2 separate regions of the Mus musculus genome follow, and region 1 is linked to region 2. A link is a contact called in public Micro-C data. All regions are on one chromosome and are shown on one strand. Each heading gives the region's core, a stretch centred on a gene start, on an enhancer-like site or on the middle of the called end of the contact. The rest is flanking DNA. Distances are from core to core; before and after follow the strand shown. Region 1 overlaps Rcan2 (regulator of calcineurin 2). Region 2 has its middle 19 kb from the start of Adgrf1.

The links. A called contact is a pair of places that touch in the nucleus more often than the background predicts.
Region 1: a contact with region 2 is called in a Micro-C map of stem cell-derived neurons, with 7 times the contacts expected there. The contact joins two enhancer-like sites. A contact is called at or near these places in 2 of 39 promoter capture datasets (pre-B cells and stem cell-derived epiblast-like cells) and 3 of 484 Hi-C or Micro-C datasets (cortical neurons, palatal mesenchyme and stem cell-derived neurons).

Annotation. Positions count from the first base shown.
Region 1 is chr17:44,029,889-44,032,588 of GRCm38.p6, forward strand. The region is part of intron 4 of Rcan2 (regulator of calcineurin 2); the gene reads left to right. Among named protein-coding and RNA genes, the nearest start is that of Gm34857, 13 kb to the right of the region's middle. Within about 2 kb of position 1,378, at least 59 of the 459 cell types and tissues checked have an H3K27ac peak or open chromatin away from gene starts, as enhancers often do. A contact at or near this core is called in stem cell-derived neurons, where this site is marked.
Region 2 is chr17:43,249,931-43,252,630 of GRCm38.p6, forward strand. No RefSeq gene overlaps it. Among named protein-coding and RNA genes, the nearest start is that of Adgrf1, 19 kb to the right of the region's middle. Within about 2 kb of position 1,346, at least 23 of the 459 cell types and tissues checked have an H3K27ac peak or open chromatin away from gene starts, as enhancers often do. A contact at or near this core is called in stem cell-derived neurons, where this site is marked.

The DNA.
Region 1 (2,700 bases), core at 128-2,627, 780 kb after region 2:
TGGAAGTTTCAAAGATGTCACCAGATGGGGTCTTTGTTAGAAGAAACATGTGTGGAAATGCTTCAGAGTCTTATTGAGGAAAGCACCGAGACTGACCAAAAGTGGTGGTAGATGGGGAAGGAACTGAGGAGTACCTGGCTCTAAGGATTTTCACGGAGATGCCTGGAAGGGTGATAGAAAGATCCCATCTTAGAGATGTGAGCATGAGTGTGTATTTAGGAAGATGTCAAGCGGTCAATATGAGGCCTCTGATAAGGGCATCAGTGTGAACAAGTAAGAATCTTCCAGAACAGCAGGAGGTGCTAAGGAACAAAGCATCTACATGTTAAATTGCCATTGGGAAGTCCCTGAAGCAGAGATTCTATCTGTTCCCCATCAGGGCATATGTTAGGGCCTGGTCCCCAAGTGCTGAAGTCTCAGGAGGGTTTCTTCTTCCCTTCATTAATTCAAAAAGGGTTATTATTTTTTCTCCCTACGTATTAAAATCTATATAGCTTTGACTCTTGTTTTAATGTCTGCACCATCTTCTTGCCATTGCATCTCTGTAAGACGCTGGTGTTTACAAACTATAATCTCAGTGAGGAAGTCTAGAGAAAAATGCAGGAGGGGCTCAGTCACTGCCTAGAGTCAAAAGTGGCCTTATGGCCACCCCCCTGTGTCAATTACATTGGAAGGCACTACCACCCAGGACCCTTTCAGGACCCTGCTCATTACAGGTGGGAGGCATCTTGCCTGCAATACAGTCCCTCCTTCTTACCACAGGAACCAAGACATTGTCACCAACCTGATCCCACCCACTCAAGAAGCTAGAGGACAGAAGTTGGGCATCTCTTTGAACAGTAGCCAAGCCTCAGTCAGTGTCTGAGGCCTGAATGAGCATTAGACTCTTGCCCACACTAGATAGTTTTTCATGTGTCTCAGCATAGCTCAAGGGAAAACCCTGACTGGTGCATTTTTGAAGGCTTTTGGCCCTGGCCTCCTTTCTGCACACAGGGGACAGGACAATCTAACGCAGACAAGGGAGCAAGCAGGTGACAGATGAATGCTTTCCTTGTCCCATAAAAGGAACTGGTCTGAATGTCCTGTCCTCACTGCACCATGGCCAAGATTGTCTCCACCCTGGGTGGAAAAGGCTTGACACAAGCTCTTTGTCCCCAACTAAGCCCAGTTGTTCCCTTTGAATAGTGACAGTATTGACGTCAACCCTCATGATGGAAGAATTAGCTGAAGCCCGAGGGGAAAGAGAAGCCAAAAAAAGAAAAATCCAATCCAGTAAAGCTAAGGCTATTTCTTTTTAGTTTGTAGGTACTCAGCAGATGTTAAGCTTTGTGGAATTTTGATAGTAACAAAGTTTCCCAAAATAGCACAATGAGATGTCAGCCTTAATGGGACCACAGCCAGAAAACATCCCTTACTAATGTGCAGCCTGACTTGATTAACATAACTGAAGATGCTTTTGCACCCCACATGAAGAGGCTGCACCAGAGGGGGCCAAACTGCTACTCAGTCTCATTCTGGGTTCTTCTTCCTCCATGCCAGAGGTGTGAATGAGATGTGGGGGAGGGGGAGGCAGGTGGTGCCTTGGAAGGAGTGCCCCTTTATATTAGCCAAGGTAAAGAAAAGACCTAACAAAGGCTAGCTTTCCTTGTGTGCTTCACTGCAGTTGTGAAGGGGTGGGGAAGGAAAAAGAAGAAAGGAGAACGGGAAGAAGAGAAGGGATGGGGAAGGCATGGAAAGAGAAAGGAAGGAAAGCAGAAAGTGGGAATGGAAGATGGGAGGAAAGAAGGAATTAGAGATGGAAGAAAGGGAGGGGAAGGAAAAAAGGAAAAGGAAGCCAGGAATGGTAGAGTATGCTAGAAATACCACCACTTCAGAGACTGGGACAGAAGGGTTACAAGTTCAAGGACAGCCTGATTACATAGTGAGTTCCAGGCTAGCCTGGGTTATACAGTGAGTTCTAGGACAGCCTGGGCTACATAGTGAATTCTAGGACAGCCTGGGTTACAAAATGTGATCTCTCCAACAAGGATAGCTGTCTTCCAAAAAGACGAGTAAAAGGCCAGGGTGTATGTTCATGCTGGCCTGTATCACAGCTCTCACCCACACCAGCCTTAGGTTTCATGACCTTCACATTCATGCTTTTATGCGATTTCTCTCTCTCTCTCTCTCTCTCTCTCTCTCTCTCTCTCTCTCTCTCTCTCTCTCTCTCTCTCTCACACACACACACACACACACACACACACACACACACACACAAAAGCACACACAAGCATTACACACCTCCATTAGATCAGCGTCAGCAGGGTTGCTGACACCACTGGGGTTTGTTGGTTAGCAAGCACTTCTAGTAAGTTCTCCCTCCAAGAACCAGTGCTCAGAGATGCCCTCAAGCTGCACTGAACCATCATCTTCTGCACCCTGCAGATAAAACTGGCTCCAAGAGGGTTCCTCTCATTAGCAGTACCCAAGTATCCTCTTCTGCCTTAGAGCTTTGATCTTAAAAAGAAATAAATTAGAAAAAACAAAACAAAACAAAAAAACACCACCATGGTGATAAACTCCACTTAATCCAACTTATTTAACACAACATTAAATGGGTCACAAGATGTCTACAGTGATTTCAAAGGGGGTTACTCCCTTGCTGGATTAAGGTTTACTTTCCATCCAGATTGTCACATAGTATGGTACAAACAGGGGCAG
Region 2 (2,700 bases), core at 96-2,595:
GGATGGCAAACAGCCAGCTGGGCAGGAAGTGGGGAGCGAGGGCTCTAACTTTAAGTTCTGTTCTGGTCAGTACCAGCTAGCTTCTCTATGCTCCCTTCCTCCGCATGAAACTGCTTCAGGAGCAGAAGACAACTCAATGAATACCGATTTGCTTATTTGTGTGGAACACCAAATTCCTACTTGGCTGTAAATAAAAGCTGATCTAAAAAATGTATTAGGGAGCTGTCTATGACGGCTCAGGCCTACTGTACCAACCCTTGTGAGATGCAGGGAGGAAGAGCAGCCTGGGTTTGAGGTGTACCTGGACTTTGTAGTGAGTCCCAGGCTAGCCTGTACTTTAGAGTGAGACCGTATCTCAAAAACCAAACAAAGAATTCACACTGAATCAAATGCATTGAGAAAAGCTGAAGGGAGGGAGAAATGATTTAAATGCAGTGTGACATTCTCAAAGGAATCAGAGCACAGCCCATGTAAATAAAAGAAAGAAAAGAAGGAAACGAGAGATAAAGATGGATGGATGGAGAGAGATGATAGATAGGTAGGTAGATAGATAGATAGATAGATAGATAGATAGATAGATAGATAGATAGATAGATAGATAGATAGACAGACAGACAGATAGATAGATAGCCTGACAGGTAGATAGACAGACAGACAGACAGACAGACAGACAGAAGCCAAGACTGATGGCTCATGCCTGTAATTCCAGCATTTGAGAAGCTGAGGCCAGAGTATTGCCTTCTCTGTTTGAGGTCAGTCCAAAGTTGCATGGTTTGTGCCAGACTAGCAAAAGCTATATAAAGGTGGTGCATGCCTTTAATCCCAGCACTTGGGAGGCAGAGGCAGGTGGATTTCTGAGTTTGAGGCCAGCCTGGTCTACAAAGTGAGTTCCAGGACAGCCAGGACTATATAGAGAAACCGTGTCTCGAAAAACCGAAAAAGAAAAAAGAAATCTGTGTATACAACCAAACCAAACTGAACTGTAATGAAAACACACACACACACACACACACACACACACACACACACACACACACACACACACTCACACACTGGGGAGCTAGCTGTACAGAACATCATAGGAATCACTTTTACAGCAAGGAAGATCTGGTCACTTCAACTTTATATTTGCAAACATATATAATGTGTGTTGATGCTTATTTGCTTATCCCAAGAAATGTATGTTTGTGTTTTAAAAAAAGAAAAAGAGATTGAAAGGGAGTTTGAGGTGCAGTTCTCATGGGATAGTCCTTAGGTTTTGGGAAAAATCCAGCCTTGCTGACAGTGAAGGTTGCCCCCTCATGGTCCTTTATGGACCTCAAGGTTGCTGTGTGTATGGCTTTAATTCCAAAAAGAAGAGGGCTCCTCTAGGCTGGGGTCAGGTTAGGAACAGGAGATATTTGGGACACCCACAGCTGTAGGAAGTGCATGCTCTCTCTTAATTTTGTTTACTTAAGTAGAGAAAAAGAAACCCACATGTCTCTTTGAAGCCCTGTGGGACTGTTGGAGCTGAAATCCCACAGAGAAAGCCCAAGACTGTTGCTGGAATGTTGGGCTCACCATTTATTGTCCTTGGATTTAATGCCTGCTTCACACTTGGAAGAAAGATTCATTCATTTCTCTGCCAAGAAATACAGAATCCTATTGTTTTCCGGCCCAAATTGTTCCAAGATCTTCTTTTTCTTTCTCTTTTTCCTCTGCCGTGAGGCTGTCAAGCCCAGATAAGCATCTCACTTGGCCCTAGGATCTGGTCTCCACAAGAACAGCATGGTTTCCTTGCCAGAGTGCTTGGGACAGAACACCGTATTGCACAGAGGAGATTGGTGGGTGCTCTAGGTTCAGAAACCTCACCCCTTCCACAGAGCCCCTTATTAAACCTTCTGGGTTGCCAAACCAGATTTACTGTAATTCCCCCATCCCAAGGACAGTCGTGTCATTTGAATGGCCAGGGTGACAGTGAGTCTTTGCTCAGTGGCAGGCAGCCAGGTCCAAAGAGGGAAATGAGTGAAGCTGTCCCACAGGCTAGGACATGTTTCACCCCGGAACATTCCCTGCTTAGTTGTAAGAATAAAGGCTGACTTAATTAAGTTGAAAGCCAAGCTGTGATAAGATAATAGGTGGAAAGGGCTACAAGTAAGTTGGTTATCTCTCCAGAGTAAAACCACCCCAGGGGCTACAGCCTAAGTAGTGTCTTTTGTCTTCCTTACAGAACATTCTCATTGGCTTAGAGGGTTGGTTTCCAGCCATGAAAATGGCCGAGTTGACTCTTCCACACCCGCCTTCTCCCACCTCCCTCTCTCCTCAGGGACCTTCCATGGCCACAGACTCCCTAATTGTCAGCTTCAGGGACTTCAGACAAGCACGCTACCCATACATCTCTCCTCCAGTTTCTGACAGAGGCAGCCTTTCTCCTCTTGGACTTTTCAGCCAAATGCCTCCTCTAGAATGTCCTCTAAGTTATCTAGGTTCTGACTTTTCCTTTGGTCAATTGGCTTATTTAAACAAAACAAAACAAAACAAAAAACAACAGCAACAAAAAATCGTTCTGAATCAGAAACTCTCTCCACTTTTCAAACACTGCCTTCCCTTCCCTCCCCTCCCCTCCCCTCCTCTCCCTCCCCTCCTCTCCCCTCCCTTTCCCCTTCCTCTTAATTGTTCCTTTCTTCCCTTTCCTCACCTCCAACAATAACAAATCATCCA